2 separate regions of the Mus musculus genome follow, and region 2 is linked to region 1. A link is a contact called in public HiChIP or PLAC-seq data. All regions are on one chromosome and are shown on one strand. The core of a region is the stretch at or near the end of the contact, and the rest is flanking DNA. Distances in the headings are between cores, read along the strand shown.

Region 1 (6,351 bases), core at 827-3,326:
GACCAGAGTTCAGTCCTCAAGCTTCTTCATTGAGCAGCTCCAGGAGGATTCAATGCCTCTGGCCTCCATGGACAACCCACCCACACAGACACATGCGTACATGCATATAATTAATATAATTAAAAATATTTTAAAGGAATATATCAGAAGTGCTTTGGTGCAGCTTGAAGCTGGATGTGATGCAACACACTTGTAGTCCCAGCCCTGAGAGGTGAACGCAAAGGAGCAGGAGTTCAAAACCATTCTTGGTTAATAGAGTTCAAGGTATCCTGTGATACATGAGACCCTATTGCAAACAAACTAGCAAACTGAGCTCCTGGGGAGAAAGGCATCATAGCTTTGCATCACCCTATTCCCATGAGACTCAGGGCCAGGGAACCACCCATTCTATCATACCAATGCTCTTAACTTGGCTGAGCTTGAAAGGGATGATATGTGTGTAAGAGAAGCTGGGAGACAATGAAGATGGATAAATACAGCTTAAATAACAGCATGCAAGCTTTCCTGGATACAGAGCCAAGGTCCCTGGGCATGACCTAGGCTAAGGGTAAAGATGAACAGAGCAGCTTCAGCAGATACTTAACAGACACTGAGATCAGGCTTATTCCTAAACACCATAAAGATGAAGTGTTTCAGGATGAAAGAGCCATTCTACAACCTGCAGAGCCACCCAGTAGCCATAACCTGGAAAGTAGCAGTCATTGCGAAATGAGTCAACACACAGCTGGGAAGGGGCAGGTAGCACAAGAACATAACCATATCTAGAAACTGAATTCTTTTTACTGACCAACTCCCAAAGCAGCATTGATGAGTCAGGAAGTCTAGTTACTTTACACTCCTGGGTTGCAGTCCATCATTAAGAACATGTTCAAGGAACTGGAGTGATGACTCAGCAGTTAAGTGCACTGTCTGTTCTTCCAGAGGCCCCAGGTTCCATTTCCAGAACCCACGTGGAGACTCACAACCAGCTGTAAGTCCAGGTCCAGAGGATCCAATACCCTCTTTTGGCCTCTAAGGATACTGCATGCATGTGGTGCACAGACATACATAGAGGCAAAAGCAAAAGCAAACAAAAAATAAACCACCACCACCAACAACAACAACAAAACACTGAAACATAAAATAAAATGACAAAAGAAAATGCAGGCAGTGGTGGCTCACGCCTTTAATCCCAGCACTTGGGAGGCAGAGGCAGGCAGATTTCTGAGTTCGAGGCCAGCCTGGTCCCCAGAGTGAGTTCCAGGACAGCCAGGGCTACACAGAGAAACCCTGTCTCGAAAAAACAAACAAACAAATAAAAAAAGACAAAAGAAGGGCTGGTGAGATGGCTCAGTGGGTAAGAGCACCAGACTGCTCTTCTGAAGGTCCGAAGTTCAAATCCCAGCAACCACATGGTGGCTCACAACCATCCGTAATGAGATCTGACGCCCTCTTCTGGAGTGTCTGAAGACAGCTACAGTGTACTTACATATAATAAATAATAAATAAATCTTAAAAAATGTTTTAAAAAAAAGACAAAAGAAAATCAGAACAAGTACCTCTGGCATTCTGGTTGAAATTCTCACTCCACAGAATTCTGCTGAGCAATGAGGGTGCCCAGTGGGTAGCAAGAATGGGGAACAGATTAACCAGCCTGTCACAGAGCCAACCTATACTGTGTACCTAGGAGGAAGGGCCAGAGAGCTGGAGGATGCCCACTCTACTCTGCATGGTTATCACCTGTTTTTCCAGAATCATCCTTGGGGGTGAAGTATCCAGCAACTGGCAACCAGGGCTAATGGTTGTAAATTACTGGACTCAGACAGCTGAAGCTAAAGGAAAGGGCTTGCCGACAATATGGGGTCACAGGGTCTCAGGATTCAGTCATTCCAGGGGCACCCTAACTTCACAATCTGTTGAGATCACCAGCCTCAGCTGCCAGGCCCAGATTCAGTCTCCTACCTACTCCCTCCTCATAAGGCCAGACTTCCTCACCCAGTTCCCACCAGGGGGATCTAGAGCTTGACTGCTCAGTCCAGGCCTAGAAGAGCAGAAGGCGGGGTTTGAAACCCCGCCCTTCGTCCCGCCCCCAACTCGGGGCCCTTCGGAACTCTGAAGAGGATCAGGTGGGTGGGACACTGCTCGGTCAGCTGAGTGATAGTCACGGGATCGCGACCAAGTCTGAATTCCTGGAGGAAAGCAGATGATGGACCTAGGACTCCTAATGTTACAGGTATGTGGTAGTGGATGGTTCCAACTAATGGTGGGGTCAGAAGCCCATTGAAGAGGTGGGAGTACTGTATCCTTGGCTCGAGGCCCTGTGGTGGTGGGGTGGAATCAAGTAGCTCTGGGGCCTACTCGAGTTGGTTCAGGAAGTCCCTGTGAAGGAAGAGCTGTGCTTCCCTGCTCTGCCCTGATTCACTTCACAGGACATGGAGAAGGAACGGGAGACACTGCAGGTCTGGAAGAAGCGTGTGGAACAAGAGCTTGATCGTGTGATCGCTTTCTGGATGGAGCATTCCCATGACCAGGAACACGGGTTAGCTATCCTGCCATGATCCTCCTAGGGCCCCCCTCCCCCTATCTCACTTGGAGGTGACACACAGATCTACTGACCTGAGGAGAGTAGTGAAGCTATGGAGAACGGCTCTTTCCTTCACTTTCTGACAACACTTGTCTCACAGGGGCTTCTTCACATGTCTTGGCCGTGATGGGAAGGTATATGATCACCTCAAATATGTTTGGCTGCAGGGGAGGCAGGTCAGTTTGCACACTTAAGGTGTTCACACAACAATAGGGTATACCCAGGGATACTTAGGATTCCCTCCACCCCAGCTACTCCTCTCTAAACTGTGTTCCCTCACAGGTATGGATGTATTGTCGCTTATACCGCAGTTTTGAGCGCTTCCGCCGTGTTGAGCTTCTGGATGCAGCAAGAGCAGGTCCCCTCTCCTAGCCCTATCTCCCCAGGGGCTTCAGTGGGTTATGTATTCAATGTATCTAAAGGGCTCTAGAAGAGGAAAGGGACTGGCAGGTTCCAAGAGGCAGTATATTCAGAGTCCTTACCTACCATGCATACTTTCCAACCACCAGGTGGTGAATTTTTGCTGCGTTATGCCCGGGTGGCACCACCTGGCAAGAAATGTGCTTTTGTGCTGACTCGGGATGGCCGGCCAGTGAAGGTGCAGCGGACCATTTTCAGCGAGTGCTTCTACACCATGGCCATGAATGAACTGTGGAAAGTAACGGGGGAAGTGCGTTATCAGGTATGTAGGAGCCTGTAGGGGATCACAGGCTGTTGGACATGAGTGTACTCTAATGACAGGCCTGGGAACCTGCCACAAGACCCATTTACTCGTTTCCTACCATTTTGTGACCACATGTTTCCTCAGCGCTCTCTAACCCTAACCCTAAAGGGACCCTGGGCAAACAGTGCCCTGTGTCCAGGTAGAAAAGGTTTTCGCTTTCTTCACTGGGCCCTTCTGCCTGAGAGTGACCTGAATCCCAGAGTCCCCGAAAATAGTATTGGGAGAAGAAGCTGAGCCCTGAGTCCTTGGGGGAAGAAGTATGTGCTGGGACAGGGCAGCCTCTCTGGTCTCCTCACAGAGTGAAGCCATAGAGATGATGGATCAGATCATCCACTGGGTACGGGAGGACCCGGCTGGGTTGGGCCGGCCTCAGCTCTCAGGGGCACTGGCCACAGAGCCCATGGCAGTGCCCATGATGCTGCTCAGCCTGGTGGAGCAGCTTGGAGAAGAAGATGAGGAGCTGACCAACATGTATGCAGAACTAGGGGACTGGTGTGTCCACAGGATTCTTCAGCATGTCCAGGTAGGCACAACCCAGGGTCCTCAGGAAGGTGGAGCCCAGCTTGCTGAGGGCGGAAATGGGTGTGTCCTAAGACAGAAGAGGCCAGAGCAACAGACACATTCTGAGCTATGGAAAGGAGGTCTTGATCTATGTTCTTCCCTTTGATGCCTCTGTGGCATCAAACTCAGTCTTGCCTGTCTCCTCATTCAGGGTTTTACCCTCTTCACTTGAGAGACCCAGACCTAAGCAAGAAGGATCAGAACCTACTGGGTTCATGGGAGACAATCAGCCATTCCAAAAATGTTCTGGAGCAGGGCGTGGTACACATATCTGTAATTCCAGAACTCTGGAGGTGGAAACAGGAGAATTTAGAGTTCAAGGTCAGCCTTGCTTGTATAGTTTGAGACCAGCCTGGGCTACCAAGACTATGTCAAAACATACAACCAAAAATGCCCCTTTAGACCTATTGAGTAGGTATATGGCTGGTACCAAGGGCAGAGGAAGGGATTTTCGAAGTTAGATCTTTCTTCTTCTTCTTTTTTTTTTTTTTTTTTTTTTTTTTTGGTTTTTTTGAGACAGGGTTTCTCTGTGTAGCCCTGGCTGTCCTGGAACTCACTCTGTAGGCCAGGCTGGCCTCAAACTCAGAAATCCACCTGCCTCTGCCTCCCGAGTGCTGGGATCAAAGGCGTGCGCCACCCCGCCCGGCTCCAAAGTTAGATCTTTCTGATTGGGTGACCTGAACTGGAAACATTTGTCTCTTGTCCTTTTCCTGGCAGAGGGATGGACAAGTTGTACTGGAGAATGTATCAGAGGATGGAAAAGAGCTTCCTGGTTGCCTTGGAAGACATCAGAACCCAGGTGAAGGCATGTGCTATGCCTGTTAGGAAAAAAAAAAAAACCTCATCATTGAGTTTGGGGTATAATATGGGAGGGGTAGCCCTCCTCCCTCCACCAAGGAGCAGGCAATGGGCGGGGACAGACTGCCCAGGAGTGGGCATGGAGTCCAGGCGGAAAGGCAGGGTATCTTGTGACAGAGTTCAAGCATCTCTCACCCTTGATAAGGAAGGGAGGTGCCAGGAGCTCCAGCCCTCAGATGCCTTGAAGTGGGAAACCTGATCCTTGCCTTACTTTCCTCCAACTCTGACTAGGCCACACACTGGAAGCTGGCTGGTTTCTGCTCCAGTATGCCCTCAGGAAAGGTGACCCCAAACTTCGAATGCACATCATTGACAAGTTTCTCTTATTGCCTTTCCACTCTGGATGGGACCCTGAACATGGAGGCCTCTTCTACTTCCAGGATGCGGATGGTCTCTGCCCTACCCAGGTGGGAGTGCCCAGAATAGCTTGCAAGAAGCCTATTATATAGTAGGAGCTGGGTATGATTGTGCATGCCTTTAATCCTAGTACTTGGGAGGCAGAGGCAAGCGGATCTCTGTGAATTTTAGGCTAACCTGGTCTACAAAATGAGTTCTGGGACAGTCAGATCTACATAGGAGATCCTGTGTCAAAAACAGTAGCAGCAGCCGGGCGTGGTGGCGCACGCCTTTGATCCCAGCACTTGGGAGGCAGAGGCAGGCGGATTTCTGAGTTCGAGGCCAGCCTGGTCTACAGAGTGAGTTCCAGGACAGCCAGGGCTACACAGAGAAACCCTGTCTCGAAAAACCAAAAAAAAAAAAACAAAACAAAACAAAAAACAGTAGCAGCAACAACAAAAATTTGAACCTAGAGCCAAAGTCTCTCCATCTTATATCCTGGGAAATCCATTAGAGAAGAGAATTTGTGCAAATGCTGATGCCAAGACACATGTCCCTCTGTCTGGTGCCAGCAGCTCAAAGGGCTCTTGGGTGATTCTCACTTGGTGGCAGGCAGGGGTGGAATTGTTCCTCTGATTGTTTTCTGATCCTTCTGGAGATCTGCAGAGGATATTGTACAACATGGGTAGCAGCAGTGTCCAAAAGGCCAAAAGACAGTGTGACAAGGCAGACAGCATTCTAATTCAAAGACTAAAGTCTTCCCTAGTACTTGTCTCCTTTTAAGGAGCTGCTTAGGGTACATACAGGTCAGAAGGCTAGCCCTACTCTTTTTTTTTTAATTAATTTATTTATGTATATGAATATACCATTGCGCGCTCTCTCTCTTTTTTTAAAGATTTATTTATTTATTATATGTAAGTACACTGTGGCTGTCTTCAGACACACCAGAAGAGGGCATCAGATCTTGTTACAGGTGGTTGTGAGCCACCATGTGGTTGCTGGGATTTGAACTCATGACCTTCGGAAGAGCAGTCAGTGCTTTTACCCGTTGAGCCATCTCACCAGCCCCCCCCTTTGTTTTGTTTTTCGAGACAGGGTTTCTCTGTGTAGCCCTGGCTGTCCTGGAACTCACTCTGTAGACCAGGCTGGCCTCGAACTCAGAAATCCGCCTGCCTCTGCCTCCCAAGTGCTGGGATCAAAGGCGTGCACTACCACCGCTCAGCTACCATTGCTCTTTAGATATGCCAGAAAAGGGCATCAGATCCCATTACGGATGGTTGTGAGCCACCATGTGGTTGCTGGGAAATGA
Region 2 (6,725 bases), core at 3,371-5,870, 69 kb before region 1:
GCATTACAATGCCATGTCCAGATCCGTAACCAGACATGGGGGCAGAGAAATCAGCATCTGAATAATACAAGAATAATCTTTACATTATGCCTACAGTTTATAATGTAATTTTGTCATTTCACCCCCATTTTCCTCTCTTCTGTCTCCTACTCCTGTTGAACCCCTTCTTACCAACAAGTTCCTCTGTGACTTCCTTTTTTTAAAAAGGCAGAAATGACTAGGCAGGCAGTCAAGGCACATGCCTGTAATCTCAGCACTCGAGGCAGAGGCAGAGGCAGAGCTCTGGCCTGATCTACAGAGTTCCAGAACATCCAGGGCTACACAGGGAGATCCTGTCTCAATAAAAACAAAAGAAAGCAAAGCAAGAAAGGTCTGTGAAGCCAAATTGTATTCAAAGTGAAAGCAAATTGGTAGTCTTGACAAAGGAGGGAACACAGAAATGGAATTCTGGGGGCTGGAGAGATGGCTCAGCAGTTAAGAGCACTGACTGCTCTTCCAAAGGTCCTGAGTTCAATTCCCAGCCACCACACAACCATCCATAATGAGATCTGGCACCCTCTTCTGGAGTGACTGAAGACAGCTACAGTGTACTTACATATAATAAATAAATAAATCTTAGAGAAGAAAAGAAAAGAAAAGAAAAGAAAAGAAAAGAAAAGAAAAGGAATTCTGCCCTGGTACTTGACTTGTTTTGTGGCTTTTTATACCCTACTGGGTTTAATGGAGGTTACCTGTATGAGCACTGGTGAGGGTTGTTCTGTTCTCTGGAGTGTGAGTAACTTAGCAGCGCTCCTTTACAGTTGATGCATCTTTAAATTGCTTATGATACCGAATACAATGTAAATGCTATGAAAATACTATTTACATTGTATTATTTAGAGAATAATAGCAAGAAGGAAAACATAGTATAAATGAGGTTTAAAAGATATTGTCAGCCGGGCAGTGGCGGCATACGCCTTTAATCCCAGCACTTGGGAGGCAGAGGCAGGCAGATTTCTGAGTTCGAGGCCATCCTGGTCTACAGAGTGAGTTCCAGGACAGGCAGGGCTACACAGAGAAGCCCTGTCTCGGGAAAAAAAAAAAAAAAAAAAAGAGTGTTTTATAGGATGCTTTTTCTGATACTTTGGGCTTACTTACTTTTTCTCTGAATTTCCCCTCCTGGCCATGTGCCTATCTGTCCACCATGTACTTGATTTCCAAGCTAGCTTAACTCAACTGGAATACCTGTTTTCCTTTTCTTTTCCATTCTATGGGGACCTGCTGAAATGTATATCTTGCCTGCTCTGAAATTTTTCTTTTTTTTTAAGATTTATTTATTTATTATATGTAAGTACATTGTAGCTGTCTTTAGACACTCCAGAAGAGGGCATCAGATCTCTTTACAGATGGTTATGAGCCACCATGTGGTTGCTGGGAATTGAACTCAGGACCTTTGGAAGAGCAGTCAGTGCTCTTAACTGCTGAGCCATCTCTCCAGCCTGAAAAATTTCTTTTAAACTCTAATACAATTATATTATAAAATTATCATTAAGCTTCAAAAGAAATGTTGGTTAATTGGATCCATTGATAGAATACTATAAATACAGAAGGATACCATTATCTTCTTGCTGTTGGTTTTTCATGTGATTCCATTGTAGTCACAATTAATTTAATTGAAACTTGTTTTAAGACATAGCATATGGTCAGCTTTGCAAGGTGCCCTGTGTGTTTGATGAGTCCCTATTCTGTAGTTGAGGAGCATGCTCTGTGTTGAGTCCTTCAAAGTACTTCTTAGAGCAATACAACTCTCAATGTCCTCAATAATTATCCATCTCCCCATTCTGTCTTACAAACTGAGAAAGGTTTTTTTTTCCTTTTTTTTCTTTTTTTTCTTTTTTCTTTTTTTTTTTTTTTGTTTTTTTTTTTTCAAGACAGGGTTTCTCTGTATAGCCCTGGCTGTCCTGGAACTCAGGCTGGCCTCCAACTCAGAAATCCGCCTGCCTCTGTCTCCCAAGTGCTGGGATTAAAGGCATGGACTACCACGCCCCGCCTGAGAAAGTTTTTGCAGTGTTCACCTGTAACTGTGGATTCACATTTCTTTCTTTCCACTCTGCTAGATTTGTGTTGCAGGAATTTTGAAGCTCTTTCATTGAATACATTTATTCTTTTTTTTTAAAAAAATTTAGTTATTTATTTATTCATTTAATGTAAATACAAGGTAGCTATCTTCAGACACCCCAGAAGAGGGCATCGGATCCCATTACAGACGGTTGTGAGTCACCATGTGGTTGCTGAGAATTGACATCAGGACCTCTGGAAGAGCAGTCAGTGTTCTTAACCACTGAGCCATCTCTCCAGCCACAGAACACACGTATTCTTAATTTATCTTTTTATTGTTATAAACTACCCCTCTGTCCTTGGTAATGTCCCTTCAGAAGTTGGCTTTATCTGGCATTAATATAACTACAGGCTATTGTTTTTCTTTCCTTTAGTGTGTATGAGAAGGGTGTTGACATAGGAGTCTGCTTTGTACCCCAGGCTGACCTTGAACTCCAACAATTCTGGCTCAACTTCCTGGGTATGAGCTAGGGAGTGCTCTTTCTGGCAGGGCACTGGGCTTTTTGTTGTTTTGTTTCAAAACAAGGTCTCATGAAGTTCAGGATACCCTCAGACTTATTTTGTAGCCAAGGATAACCTTGAACTCCTTCCTGATCCTTCACCTCTCGAGAGCTTGAATTACAAGTGAGTGTCACCAAGCCTGGCCAGGATATTCTCTCTTGAACTGCAGGCACTGGATAACAATATGAATAAGACATAAGGTGCTTATTCCTCCAACGGCAAAAGGAAAAGATAAAAACGGTATTTGCAGAGGCACTAGTTGAGAATTTCCCCAAACATATCAAAACCACAGATTACAACCACTAAGCAAAATAAGTCTGAGAATCACACTTAGTCACATCACAGTTTAACTACTTAAAGACAAGGAACTATTTAAAGTACCTGGAAGGAAAGAATATAATGTTTCAAGACAAACAATGGAAGGTAATAGACATCTTTAAATGTGCTGAAAAACGGCCAACCTAGATTTCTAGACCCAGTAAAATACCCTTTAAAAAAGAAAGCAAACATGTGGTGGTGTATGCTCATAATCCTGGCACTCCAGAGGCTGAGGCAGAAAGATCAGGAGTTCAAGGTCAGCCTCCACTGTAGCTGGCCTTTGGTACTTTGTGGGTTCTTCTTTTTCCCACCCTTTATCTCCCCCTATTTCACCCCCTACCACTAGGTAGGAGAGAAAGAAGAATAGAGGAGCGGGGAGAGATCTCTGAATCTATTTTCTTTCCTTTTGTTTCAACCAACCCCCACCAACCCCCACCAAATGACCACCAACCACCAACTCTGCCTATGGGCCTCTAGCATTTATATACCCTCTGAAAAATTCCCAGAATTCCAAATGTCACACAATCACAGAAACTATCTGCAGCTGGCAAAACCATGCCCCTGCTAGAGCATGAGGCATATCATAGCCACTGCAGACAGTCCAAAGTAGCCCCATATTCCACACCTGGGATTAAAACAAACACACATTCTATTTCTGTGGTTTTTTAAAGAAACCAAAATTCCAGAATTCTCACTACAAAGGATCACTTGCCAAAACTAATCTTTGACCTTCCCATCTCAGATGTTAAACTCCCTTTGGTTTACCCTCCTTCTAGTCAGGTCTGGCCCCAGTCAAAGCAGAACAACATCGGATCAAACCCAATGTTTGGCCCTTAGTTTTTCAGTTGAATTGTTTATTCCTAGGGTTTAGGTTTGGTTGTTTGTTTGAGACAAGGTTGGCCAAAGCTGGCCTCAAATATTGATCCTCCTGCCTGCCTCTGCTTCCTAAATGTAGGCATCACCTCACCTGGCTTTCTGAGTTTAAATATGACTGATAACTCAGCAACAGGACCAGTAATGTTTTAGTAATGTTTCCTTTAGTAGTTTTTCTTTTTTTTTCTTTTTTTTTTTTTTAGGTTTTTCAAGACAGGGTTTCTCTGTTTAGCCCTGGCTGTCCTGGAACTCACTTTGTAGGCCAGGCTGGCCTCGAACTCAGAAATCCACCTGCCTCTGCCTCCCGAGTGCTGGGATTAAAGGCGTGCGCCACCACACCCGGCCCATTTATTATTATTATTATTATTTATTATTATTCCTTCTCTTTTCTAAAAATCTACGAGAGCCATGCTGTGGTCTATAGAACGCCAGTTGCTAAAACTGTCTTGAGCAAACCTTTGTAAAAGAAAGCTTGTTTTACACTGTCAGCAGGAGGGTCTAGAATGAAGCTGTAGTCAGTAGAGATTGCATATTAAGTAGAGATAAAGACAATCTGGACGTGAAAGGGACTGTTAATCTATGGGGGCAGGGTTAGGGGAAGCTACTCTGCTCACTTAGAAACCAGAAGAGAAGGATTGCATCTTTCTACCGCCTTTATTCATTTTAAAAAATCATATCGTCAAGACTGCAGCTGTCACACTGGAAATATGCCCTCACTGTTGTTTTTCTCAGAGAGAATTAAAGTCAGGCAAAAGCAGCGACTGGAAGTCTCTCTCTTGGGTTCGGTTTTCTGCTGAGTCACTGCTTTAATGGCTGCTGGAGATAAATGACTCCCCCTCTCCCCAGCTTGTTTCTAAGGCAACCATTGAGCAAGACAGCAAGACAGCAGCAGTGAAGCCAGCTTGGGTCAGAAGCAGCTCCCATGTTGCTACCATGTTGCCTGCTTTCTTTTATTGTCTAGAACAAGTATATGTTTAGAAAAGAGAATGCTGACTCTTAATAGATGTAGCCATAGTGGCCTCTAAAGCATTAGACATTAGCAAAAGGATCACCTTTGCAAATCTAGAAAGTGAAAAAACCCATTGTTGTTACTTATTTACATGTTGTCAGGGGGTTGGGCATTCCCTCTCCCTGCCCCCTCCCCCTTCCCCTTTCTCCCTCCCTACTTCTCTCTTCTTCCCTCCCTTTCCTTCTTCCACTCCTTCTCTTTTAATCAGCTTACAATTAGGTGTAAGTGGGCATAGTAACATTCCTTTAATCCCAACTCTCTGGGGGCAGAGGCAGATGGATCCCTGTGAGTTTGAGGCCAAACTGGTGGTTTACAGAGGGAATTCCAGGACAGCTCGGGCTATACAGAGAAATCCTGCCTCGAAAATAAAAAAAATCAGCAGGTTTCCTTGTGGAATTTGCCTTTTTGATTGTTGTCTTGAGATAACGTTTTCTTGTTACTCAGGCTGGCCTCTAGCTTCCTATGAAGCTGAGGGTGGCTTTGAAGTTCTGATTCTCCTGCATCCTTGAGAGTGCTTTGTGCTACCACACCTGGTTTGTGCAGACTGAGGTTCGAACCCAGGGCCTTGTGCAGCACTTTCTGAATTGAGCTACATTCCCAGGTGAGGTGGAAACTTAATGGTTCCTTGGAAAGTCAGTTATGTTAGGTGGTGTTTTGCTGGGGCAAACACATGAAGGAATGTTTCCTTAAAGTGGACACAGGTGAAAGGCTAAGGCAGACTCATGAAGGAACTTTTAGCTGAAGCAGACAGGAGGAAGTATGTTCTGCTAACGCAAGCACGTGATGAAGGATTCTTTGCTAATGACACACATGTATTGGTCCACCTTTCATTATGTAGTTGAGCTGCATTTGTTGGGACTCCATAGAGAGAAATGCACCAAAAACCTTCTGGTGATGTTGCTACAGTTTCTTGCAGCTTCCAAGGACTCAGGATGATTGGCAGAATGAGAGAGTCACAACCTAGAACTTCTCTTGGTGTCCTTCTTAGTCCCTCCTTCCTACTGACTTGTGCCTAGGCAGAGGCCTGGCTGTCTCTGTTGGTAGTGCCACTGCTGCTGATTCCTGTCTGCTGTCCTGACTCTATGGACCTGGACTGCTGGTGTACCCATGAAGTGTTTGTGAGTAGACGGAGCTGCCACTGCTGACCTCTAAACGAAACTGCCGATTTCCAGACAACACAAATGGGAGTTGCTCCAAAGAACCTTTCTAAACAGGTCCACTTGCCCCATATCCTTTCTTTGCCACTACCTCTGGTAGATGGTGGGCTAAAAGATGTTAAAACATTTAAGAACCATCATTAAAAATAGATTTAAAATAATTAAAATTACACCCAGGTCCCTTTCATTGTCTTCACTGGCCTTTTATTGCATACTTAATCTTTAGTCTGATTTTCTTTAGTATGTACTTTCTTCTTCATGGTGGGTCTAGTTTTTTCTATATTTTCAGGTCCATAATCCTGGTCTATGAATGTATGTTGAAATATTCTCTTCTCATTGGTAACATGTCTTTGATATTTTCTACATAAAAACTAATGTCTAACAGCTCTGACCTGCATATCTGACTTTTAAAAGCTTTTCTGTACTTCATGATTGTTTTATTTCCTTATTTTTGATTAATTAATTTTTATTTCATGTGTATGTCTATGCACCACATTCATGACTAGTGCCTGCAGAGATTCATTTACAAGGGAGATTTTCCATTTTCATTAGGAGGTTTTCCAGGGAGTTATTTATTATCTCCTCTTGGCTAATCTGTTTTCTTTGTATTTCCATCAGGAATGCTATCAAATTTCCACTTCTTATAATTTACTGGCCTTTTCTTTGTGGTCTACTACATGATATTTTCCTATTTCATGTATGTTTGAAAAGAATGTGTAGCCCTCTGTTAGATATATTTCTCTATGTGTATCTGTAAGCCTGATGCTCTT

What was found. HiChIP or PLAC-seq counts read pairs in DNA pulled down with a chosen protein or histone mark.
Region 2: a contact with region 1 is called in an H3K27ac HiChIP or PLAC-seq map of embryonic stem cells, with 14 read pairs. The contact joins the enhancer-like site here to the promoter of Renbp in region 1. A contact is called at or near these places in 3 of 39 promoter capture datasets (embryonic stem cells and stem cell-derived epiblast-like cells), 4 of 484 Hi-C or Micro-C datasets (the Ba/F3 cell line, embryonic stem cells and liver), 6 of 115 datasets of contacts at active chromatin or transcription factors (the SCID.adh cell line and embryonic stem cells) and 3 of 9 other capture datasets (adipose tissue, liver and pancreatic islet).

Annotation. Positions count from the first base shown.
Region 1 is chrX:73,926,575-73,932,925 of GRCm38.p6, reverse strand. It overlaps Renbp (renin binding protein), which reads left to right and starts at 2,076. Exons shown (of 11, transcript NM_023132.3): 1 at 2,076-2,212; 2 at 2,409-2,518; 3 at 2,664-2,739; 4 at 2,846-2,921; 5 at 3,073-3,245; 6 at 3,586-3,810; 7 at 4,566-4,647; 8 at 4,938-5,113. The coding sequence starts at 2,183.
Region 2 is chrX:73,997,321-74,004,045 of GRCm38.p6, reverse strand. No RefSeq gene overlaps it. Among named protein-coding and RNA genes, the nearest start is that of Mir5132, 23 kb to the left of the region's middle. Within about 2 kb of position 4,620, at least 184 of the 459 cell types and tissues checked have an H3K27ac peak or open chromatin away from gene starts, as enhancers often do. A contact at or near this core is called in the SCID.adh cell line, adipose tissue, embryonic stem cells and 2 more, where this site is marked.